2 separate regions of the Salmo salar genome follow, and region 2 is linked to region 1. Evidence: chromatin contacts called from public Hi-C data. All regions are on one chromosome and are shown on one strand. The core of a region is the stretch at or near the end of the contact, and the rest is flanking DNA. Distances in the headings are between cores, read along the strand shown. Region 1 overlaps LOC106586272 (glypican-6). Region 2 holds the start of LOC106586272 (glypican-6).

What was found. A called contact is a pair of places that touch in the nucleus more often than the background predicts.
Region 2: a Hi-C map of muscle shows a contact between it and region 1, with 7 times the contacts expected there. The contact joins the promoter of LOC106586272 here to the enhancer-like site in region 1. A contact is called at or near these places in 2 of 3 Hi-C or Micro-C datasets (gill and muscle).

Annotation. Positions count from the first base shown.
Region 1 is chrssa25:16,521,799-16,526,814 of Ssal_v3.1, forward strand. All of the region lies in intron 6 of LOC106586272 (glypican-6), which reads right to left. Among protein-coding and RNA genes, the nearest start is that of dct, 28 kb to the left of the region's middle. Within about 2 kb of position 3,248, at least 1 of the 13 cell types and tissues checked has an H3K27ac peak or open chromatin away from gene starts, as enhancers often do. A contact at or near this core is called in muscle, where this site is marked.
Region 2 is chrssa25:16,628,410-16,633,005 of Ssal_v3.1, forward strand. LOC106586272 (glypican-6) reads right to left here and starts at 2,703. Exons shown (of 9, transcript XM_014173395.2): 1 at 2,055-2,703. The coding sequence starts at 2,205.

The DNA.
Region 1 (5,016 bases), core at 1,998-4,497:
AAAGAGAGACACACAGAGAGCAAAAGAGAACGACTGAGATTGAGACAGAAAAGGAGAGAGAGAGAGAGAGAGAGAGAGAGAAAGAGAGAGAGAAGAGAGAGGAAACTGAGATTATGTTCATGACCTTGATCATCTCTCTAAACAGCTGTCAGACAATAGGAGGTATTTCCATTAAAATCACAAACATCCTTAAAATACTCCAAAGAAATGAACCCCACTTCCTGTTTACTCTAACATCCACACTGATTGGGTGATAATGACAAATGTGAAGCCACAGGACATTAAAGGTATTGTTATTAACCATGGTTAATATCCATATATATATATATATATTACAAGACAGAGAACACAGCGCTCTAATGTAAGTCACTTTGGATAAGAGCGTCTGCTAAATGACTAAAATGCAAAACAATTTAAATGTAATGCTGACACGAGAAGTCTTCACCGTGAAGACAGAATGAAGACATTCCCTTTCATGTGCCACTTTGATGCACATTTGGACAAATTACATGTTGCACCACAGGAACCAGAAAATGTGCCATTATATGAGCTGTGTGTTAAATAGGTAGCTTTCAACCCTATTCACTAGCATTCACTGTCCAGGAAATAAATACAGTACCAACCACTGTAGAAATAATGTTAGTAATAATATCAAGGATAATCGATAGAGAATATCATAATAGCTATCAAGAGAGCACTGTTCAGAGTTTCTGTATTTGGCTAGCTAATCTCACAGTGGAGTCTTTCCAGTTTAAACAACCCAGGACTACCCAATCAAAGAGCATGGGCTTGTGTTTCTGCTTCTGAACTCATATCTACATGCTGTTTAATGCATCATGCCATCTATAATCCATCTCTCTTCAAAGCACGGAGCGGTCCTTTAGGCTAATGACAGAATATTTAGAATACCTCCAGAGGACGCGTGCCTGCTGATTGCTTTAGAATGACTGCCACTAGGCAGCGATATGCAGGGACGGCCACACAACCTGACAAACAGGGCAAAAAGTAATTAGGAAATGTGAAATTGTTTCAGGATTGCTGGGGGTTGAGGCTTTCTGAGCTTCAACATGACATTTCCAGTCTCAATGTTTGTTTGTATTCATAATTAAATACATATCGTTGTGACAAAGCTTTTCACATAAAGGTTATTGGGGGGAAAAAGTGCTATGGTTTGGATGGAATAATGTGTGAAAACATTGAAGATTTAACATGAAATTAAACAGAGGATCAAATTCTGCAGCACAGTCCTGCCTAGCCTTCTGCCTACTCTCTCTCTCTCTGTCCTGAGCCATACGGTACATCTCTCGCTCGCTCGCTCTCTCTGTCCCTGTTTCTCTCTCTCTCTGTCCTGAGCCATACAGGTACATCTCTCGCTCTCTCTGTCCCTGTTTCTCTCTCTCTCTCTCTCTCTGTCCTGAGCCATACAGGTACATCTCTCGCTCTCTCTGTCCCTGTTTCTCTCTCTCTCTCTCTCTCTCTCTGTCCTGAGCCATACAGGTACATCTCTCGCTCTCTCTGTCCCTGTTTCTCTCTCTCTCTCTGTCCTGAGCCATACAGGTACATCTCTCTCTCTCTCTCTCCCTGTCCCCCCCTCTCTCTCTCTCTCTCTCTCTCTCTCTCTCTCTCTCTCTCTCTCTCTCTCTCTCTTGAGCCATACAGGTACATCTCTCGCTCGCTCTCTCTGTCCCTGTTTCTCTCTCTCTCTGTCCTGAGCCATACAGGTACATCTCTCGCTCTCTCTCTCCCTGTCTCTCTCTCTCTCTCTCTCTCTCTCTCTCTTTCCTGAGCCATACAGGTACATCTCTCCCTCTCCCTCTCCCTGTCTCTCTCTCTCTCTCTCTCTCTGTCCTGAGCCATACAGGTACATCTCTCGCTCGCTCTCTCTGTCCCTGTTTCTCTCTCTCTCTCTCTCTCTCTCTCTCTGTCCTGAGCCATACAGGTACATCTCTCCCTCTCTCTCTCCCTGTCTCTCCCCCTGTCTCTCTCCCTGTCTCTCTCTTTCGATTTCTCCCTTTCCACCTCTCTTTCTCACTTTCTCTCCCCTCCCTCTCTCTCTCCCCCCTCTGTCTGCAGCTGTCTGCAAGGGGATTACCAATGGGAAACCAGCGGGTCTAACTGATGGATATAAAAGGCAGTACTGGGGATTAATCCAGCTGTAAACATCATTAGTTATGTGCTAATGCCGCCGTAAATTACACACACACTACCTGTCATACAGCGGACATCATGACTTTACTTTTAAACTCAGATCAACTAAAGTGCCTTCAAATTCAAAGCAGTTCATTCCAAAGCAAACTTACCATGCACACTATATTTGCTCATTGTGGGAAATAATTGGGTAGTTCCGCATAGATAAATACATGGGCAGAGTATTTACAGATGATTGTCATCTACCTAGGCTACAAGAGTAAATGCATTTTATATCCTATAAGCAAATATTTTATGCAGATAATTATATGCCTTTATTTGTAGTAAAAAAACAAACCTTTGTGCATTGATAAAATGACCCTTGCCATATCACTTTTTTTCTCTCGTCTCTCTGTCCTTCTATCTGTGTTGCCCTTGCCAATCTCCAGATCAAAAACTGACGTGTTACCGGCTTTCAAGCCAAAGTCAACCTCCTGGCTGTTCTACAATGCTGCCTGGGGCCGGAAACCAAACTCTATCAACTTACTACGGGATGAGCACCAAGGTGACTAATATCAACTTCCGCTGGCTGTCAGACTGCAGAGGTGAGACACTGCATATAAAAAGGGGAATGCCCTAACTTGATTCAGCACTGCTTTCATTAAACATATTTTCATTCCGTTTTTTTTTAATAAGGCAAGGTGTCACTTCCTCAGAGCGTCGTTAATGTGGATTTGGAAAATATAGTTTTAAAAAGGTACAGATGTTCTATGTCACTTACAAAGTCCATTATGATGATTAATCAACTGTTAATTATGGGTTTCTGAATGAATAACAAAGGATGTCATCGCTGCCGCATATAAAAAGTATCCTTCAGTCACAAGTCTCTGCTAAATGAGTGCAGGCTGAGCTCAGTCTAATCATAGCCTGTACAGAAGGTCTGGCCACACAAACCACAAGGGGCTCCATGATCAACCTATTTTCCCTGGCAACAGTCACTACTGCCTGCTTTTAAAATAGGTTTTCATTTGATATGAATGCTGTATTCTAGCTGCATCTCAATTACAGTACAGAGCTCAAGGAGTCTGCTCCCTGCAGCAAACCCCTGCCATACTCCATACGTCTGACTCTGACCAACAGTGAGGTGGAATGGATGACCCTGACACCAGACACTCTTCTCTCGTCGGAGTCCACGGCAACAGGGATATTTCAGTCTGCTACAGTAGATCCAGACCCTAGGCTACTCCATTGGGCAACACTGCTGGTTTTCATTCTAACCCTCTGAGTAGAGACTGATTCACACCTGGGACAGTGGGTGAATTAGACATTCCCGTCCTTTGTCAAGGTTGGTAAAACGTCTGTTACGGGTATCTGTCACTGCTGTCATTTATTCAACAAACGTGGAATCCATACAATCTTTTCACACTCCTTCACATTCTTCACACATGCTGCTGCTTGTCTATCCTGATTGCCCAGTCACTTTTCCCCTACCTACATGTACATATTACCTCAATTACCTCAACTTCCTCGTACCCCTGCACATTGACTCGGTACCGGTACTCCCTGTATGTAGCCTCGCTATTGTCATTTTATTGTGTTACTATTTCCTTTTTTTTGTTGCTATTTTTTCTCACATTTTAACTCTGCATTGTTGGAAAAGGGCTAGTAAATAAGCATTTCACGGTTGTATTCGGCGCATGTGACAAATACAATTTGATTTGATTTTGATCTTAAATAACACTATTTACCTATCCTTTATGTTTTTAAAGACTGCAGATGTCCCTGTTCCCCAGCTCCAGTGTGGTGAATGGTGGCGGTGGAGTGAGCCCCTGTGGGTGTTTGTCCCTCGACACGGCTATTTAATCACTGGTGTCTAACACCTCATAAACCCTTCCTCCTGGGCCTGGGTCTCCTCATAAACAGCACAGCCTCTCAACCACGACACACCATCTGTCCCAAAACCCACTCTGCATATTAAAAATCTCCAAAAAAGAATATTGCCCCACCCAAAAAACACATACTAAGTAAATTAACTCTGAGATTGTGTTTTGAATAAGACTTTCCACAATGGCGTGACCGTTGAATTGTGTGTGTATCCTTGGAAGAAGCTAAACTCTGAGAGGGGACAGGGGTTACTGCATAAAGCAGCTAGTGTAGTGCACATGGATGTGTTGTCTCATTTCACCCTAATCAATAACAATCAACAGAGGGCAAATACAAACATGTTTCCCCTCTGTGACGGTGTATTGGGCGACCCCTAAAAGAGATCAAACAACTGTTAATCCTTTCAGTTTAAGCACAGACGGGACGGATATACCTGAGCGGTTCCTCCTTCAAACTCAGGTCAATGACACAGTCGGTCTTTACAGTAACTTCAATGTGTTGTTTGTATTATAAAACTAGCTTACTGCAGTGCAACTTCCAAAACACACAAACCCTGATGGCATTGGCAAACGGCCATACATGATTGTACAGACTCTAAGTGAATATCTCCATGAGTAACAAAGCAACTGTGTTTCAGTGAACAACTGGCAGAAACTAAGCTGTCACGTTGTCTTCAGCAGCGCTCTGAACTTGTCACATGTATCAGCAGCACTCTGATATTGAATTTGAATAAAGTGGTCACAGTGCCGAACTGTGAAATATCTGTGCTACTGTGGTATATTTCAGTGGCCACAAGATAAACGTTTGGAAGCCAATTACTATTTATCCATGCCAGAACAGGTGGAGGCCAATCATCCTGCAGCTCCAGCCACAGCCTCACGCTTCAGTATCAGCAGCCAAAGTCCTACCCTCAGCTCCAACCTTAACATCAGCCCAAGCCCCAGCAGCTAACTCGAGCCTCAGCCGCAGCTTTAACCCAAGCCCTTAACCCCAGCAGTCCTAAGC
Region 2 (4,596 bases), core at 1,453-3,952, 110 kb after region 1:
AGATAGACTCGTTTTTTTCCCACCTCATTGTACATTGAAACTACATTGAGCTATTTTAACATGCATTACCCAGATTAGCATTTTCTATCAACTGGCATGCAGGTTGTATACTATTGAAACTTGACAAGAATCTTAGATGAGGCACCATTTCTGAGTTTATTGCACACACGGTGGTAGTGACACAGGAATGTTAACATCGCTAGTATGAATAAACAAAGGATATGCACACAATTGTGTCAGCTAAACACACATAAATTGTTTCAGCCATCCGCTGCTGAGGTGTTGACATTGCATAAATCATATAGTCAGTCATTGCCATTCCTGAAGACAAATGGGGTCAACACCCATGTGGATGTGATCAAAGCAGTGCCATACAGCTGCATCACTCAGAGATGAGAGACACTGAGGTTTTCATTCATTGGAGATTAGATGTCAACGACAGGAGCGTGCCTACATCTGAGGGATTTAATCAGTTAGTTATTCAAGCCCGTCTATGAACAGGTGTGCTTGTTATCAAATATGCAGGCTTTTTACCTGTGCCAGATTTCTGTCTGTAACTACAGAATTATGGGATCTAAGCCATTATGACATTAATGGTCTGGGCAGACAAAGTGCATATTCATATGGGGAGGGAACGAGGAAACAACTAACATCATAAAAATAACATTCTGATCCACTTCGTGCATCAAGCTAACAATACCTACACAAAATCGTTGAAATATTCCCCCTGACAACTCTCTTGCGCAAATGTGCCCTTGTGAATGCTTGAGCAGAACAGTGAAGCAATAATGTTGTTTCTGACTGAGCCAGCCAGCCACAGCTTGACTTGGGTGGGTCAGAGAAATCCAAGCCTCCATGGCCTGAAGTAGGGAAAGTCCATATAAATATGAAGACCAGCTGGTTATCATAATATTTACATACATCTTACAAAAACTATAATAATAGCATCATGCCAGCATTAACCTATGGTTGACACATATGTGAAGTGGAATGGATATTGGATGGAAATTGAATTGCACTGACTTGAGGGATCGTTACATGACAGCGTCATTGTCACTTTATCAACAGGACAGAAATCAATCCAGTGCATGCCTGATGATGCATTAGTTTGACACAGAGGCTCATAGCAGACACAGAGACCTCTACTGGACACACCAGCAAATCTAGTGCCACCAGGATTATTCTGCTGCTGTCATTTACATATTATGCAGCATGTTAGAGAAATAAAGAAATCACTTTATTCAGTCAAATATTAAAATAGCAATATGTCAAGGACTACTTATATTCTATTTTAGTGTAGTGGATATATTTAGGATGAACTTTTAACCAATGAACGAAAGCATAGAGAATGGGAATGTTATACACTTGGCTATTGTGATATATCTGCATAATTAGACTACTTTGAGTTTAAATTGCTAAAGAGTTTGATTTATGAGGGGTGGTATTGTTGGATGGTCATAAAAAATGATTTACTGCCATCCTGTTGAAGTAACCTAGATAAGGACAGTGTTAAAACAGTGTGTGTTAAGTTGTTCTAGGCTAATTATTATTATTTAGAAAATAGAATAACTTTTTTATTATTATTAGGCTACATTTATATTATAATACTTGTCCTTCATAAATAAAAAGCAACCCCAACTTTATGGATGACAGGTGAGTATAGCCTTCATCTGAGTCTGCCTTCCACGCAGAACAACGACAGTACTTTCATAAAGGCTACTTTCACATATATATCTGTGCATTATCATAATGAACAGTTATATCCCTCAATAACATCAATGTGCTTCGTAGTGTAAAGGCACCTGTTTTCAAAATGTTCTTTCACCTTTACTTGATCAGTGTAAATTACTCCCATAGCAGTCAGTGTCGGTAGTTAAACTTTACCATTTTAATAATACAGTATATGATTTTCGCTCATAAAGAAAATTATTATCCAGATGATATGGTTTATTATGCAATAATATGACTCACTTTGCAACCATGGACTGTGTTGAATAGTTTACATAGCCTAGCCTACGTATTGATAGGTAGCACTCAAATCATTCCGTTCTTACCTGACATTTGTTGGAGAGGAACATTTTCAAAGCTGAAGCCTTTTGCAATAGAAGCTTCTTTAACCCCACTGCAGTTACGTGCTTTAAAATCGGATCCTGCTGCAACAGACAGCAATGAGAAAGTCCAAAGGACGGTCTGGTATCTCAGCATCGTGCACTTCTGTGATTAATCCTTCTTTTATCCTCTGCTGATTCCAGTTTAGAGAGGAAGTCCACTGCAGTGCATACGCAGGTAGCCTCTAACAACTCAACGTTTAGTGGTTGACACTTTTCTACAACTGTGCATCAACACTTCTTTCTCAATCAACGTCTGTTTATTTTGCCACCCGCGTTGCCGCAGAGAAGAGAATGTGTGTAGTGAGTCCAGGTAAAGCCACAAAGCCACATGGATTCAGCAGAGAGCGGGCTCCTCAACGTGTTCACTCAACTTCACTCAGAAAGCGACGTCGGGGAGGATACATTACTGTAGAAAGTCGAAAAGCTGAGGACTGGAGAGGAGACCGCTATGTGCTCAGATGCACAGAGCGGGCGCGAAAACACGGAGTGGAGTATATTGTCAGAGAAGGTTTTTAGTCAAACCTGACATTGATTATCAGAAAGAAAACCTCTGGAATAACTAACCTCTTTACAGCTGTGGTGTGAGTGAGAGTCAAATGAGATGAAGTATCCCTATGTGGTACTGGTATATTGGGCTGTGTTGTGTGGAGACCATTATTGAACCGTTCAGTGCTTTATTGATTTTAAAGCGGTTTAGTCCAGGGTAGATCAACAGTGGATTATCATCATGGCTGCAATAACACAGTTATACAAGGCGAGGGTTGGTGGTGAATGATTCACTTCCACCTCTGTTAATCTTTGTTAACATTGGCAGTTTGAAGTGACTCACATTTATTTGCATATCTGATTTGAATCTGTTGTTTTTCCTGCAGTCTGAACAGCCAAAAAGCACATGAAATCAGATATTTCAAGCAACATTTCAAACCACCTTTTTAGACTATTATTTGGCATATCGTGTTGCTTGCTAGCTACTCAGTTGACAGTTTTGACAAGAACATGTGGTAGCTAATTTACTTGTTAATGGTTTACAAACAAATTAGTGAATGTGCTAGAGAGCTAAACAGCTACCTGGCTAGCTAGTTGACTGCTGCGGCTAGACAAAATTGACTAATTTTGAAAGTTGGATCATCTTATCTTTTGAGGCTTTAAAAGTGTTCTTACACTATAATGTTGAACATTCAAAGAAACTGGGAAACGTCCATGACAGGCATTGTTGTACCCTTACCTTGCTAAGTAACTCCAGAGTGATAGGAAGCATGAGCACCACCACCAATCAAAGCAAATCAAATCAAACGTTATTGTCACATGCGCCGAATACAACATGTGTAGACCTTACCGTGAAATGCTTACTTACAGGTCCTTAAGCAACAGTGCAGTCAGCTTACACCATTGCTCACACACCCGCCATTACTATGACAACTAGCATAGCCATGTCAGCAAATGACTGCTGTCTGAACACACACAAATCCGATTTGGTCACATGCAGGTGTTGGAACCGGTTCGGGGAACAGAACCGAAAACTGGAAAAGACTCAGTGGGCATACAATGTAATAAAGACATATTTTTCTGGTTGAAATCTGGTCGGGACGTCATATAACTAAATCACAACCAGATTAAGATGTATTTTTCAAAGATCTCTTATTTTGGTTGATCTGGTTTTTGGTTGAAATCTGATTAAACTACTGACCAGTTATCTAAATGCTACTCAATTAATAGACCCCAATCTATGTTCATAAACATATGCATAGTGTTTGTGGGCCATTAAACCCATTGGGTATAAGACCATTACAATTATTACAATTTGAGTTCTTTTATTTTCAGCAGGATTTGCATGATTCATCTTAGAACAGTTGGCAAACAGCAGTGGTGCATGGGTAAATACACTGGGGAAGCCAGAAAAAAAGCCATATTAACTGCGTTGTTTGCTCTATAACCTGTTAATGCATAGGCGACCTTCGGACCACTTAACAACAATTGTTTTAAAACACCAGAGAGTTACCGCAAGTCGCAAAGAGAACAGGAGCTGCCTCCACTATTACAGCACCATTTCAACTTCAACATTTCAACATCATCAAATCAACTCTGCTTAGTCTAATACAGTGACAACTAAAAATGGCAACAAATATGTAGTCCAATCAACGTAAGCTAAACATGATGTGGCTGTCCATGGTTCTGATTTCTCTATGTGTGTGTGTGCGTGTTCGTGCAAGTAGAAAACTATGTTGACTCACCCAATGCCATACTCCGCTCTTTCATGTTGATGAAAAGGTCACTTTGTCATACAGTACACGCTTACATGTTTTGTTGTCTTAGGCTACCAGGCTAAATTGCTTCCTCGCAAGCCTAACTTCCAGGCTGTTTCACAACCGGCTGTGATTGGGAGTTCCATAGGGTGAAGCACAATTGGCCCAGCGTTGTCCGGGTTAGGTCGATGTAGGCCGTCATTGTAAATAAGAATTTGTTCTTAACTGACTTGCCTAGTTAA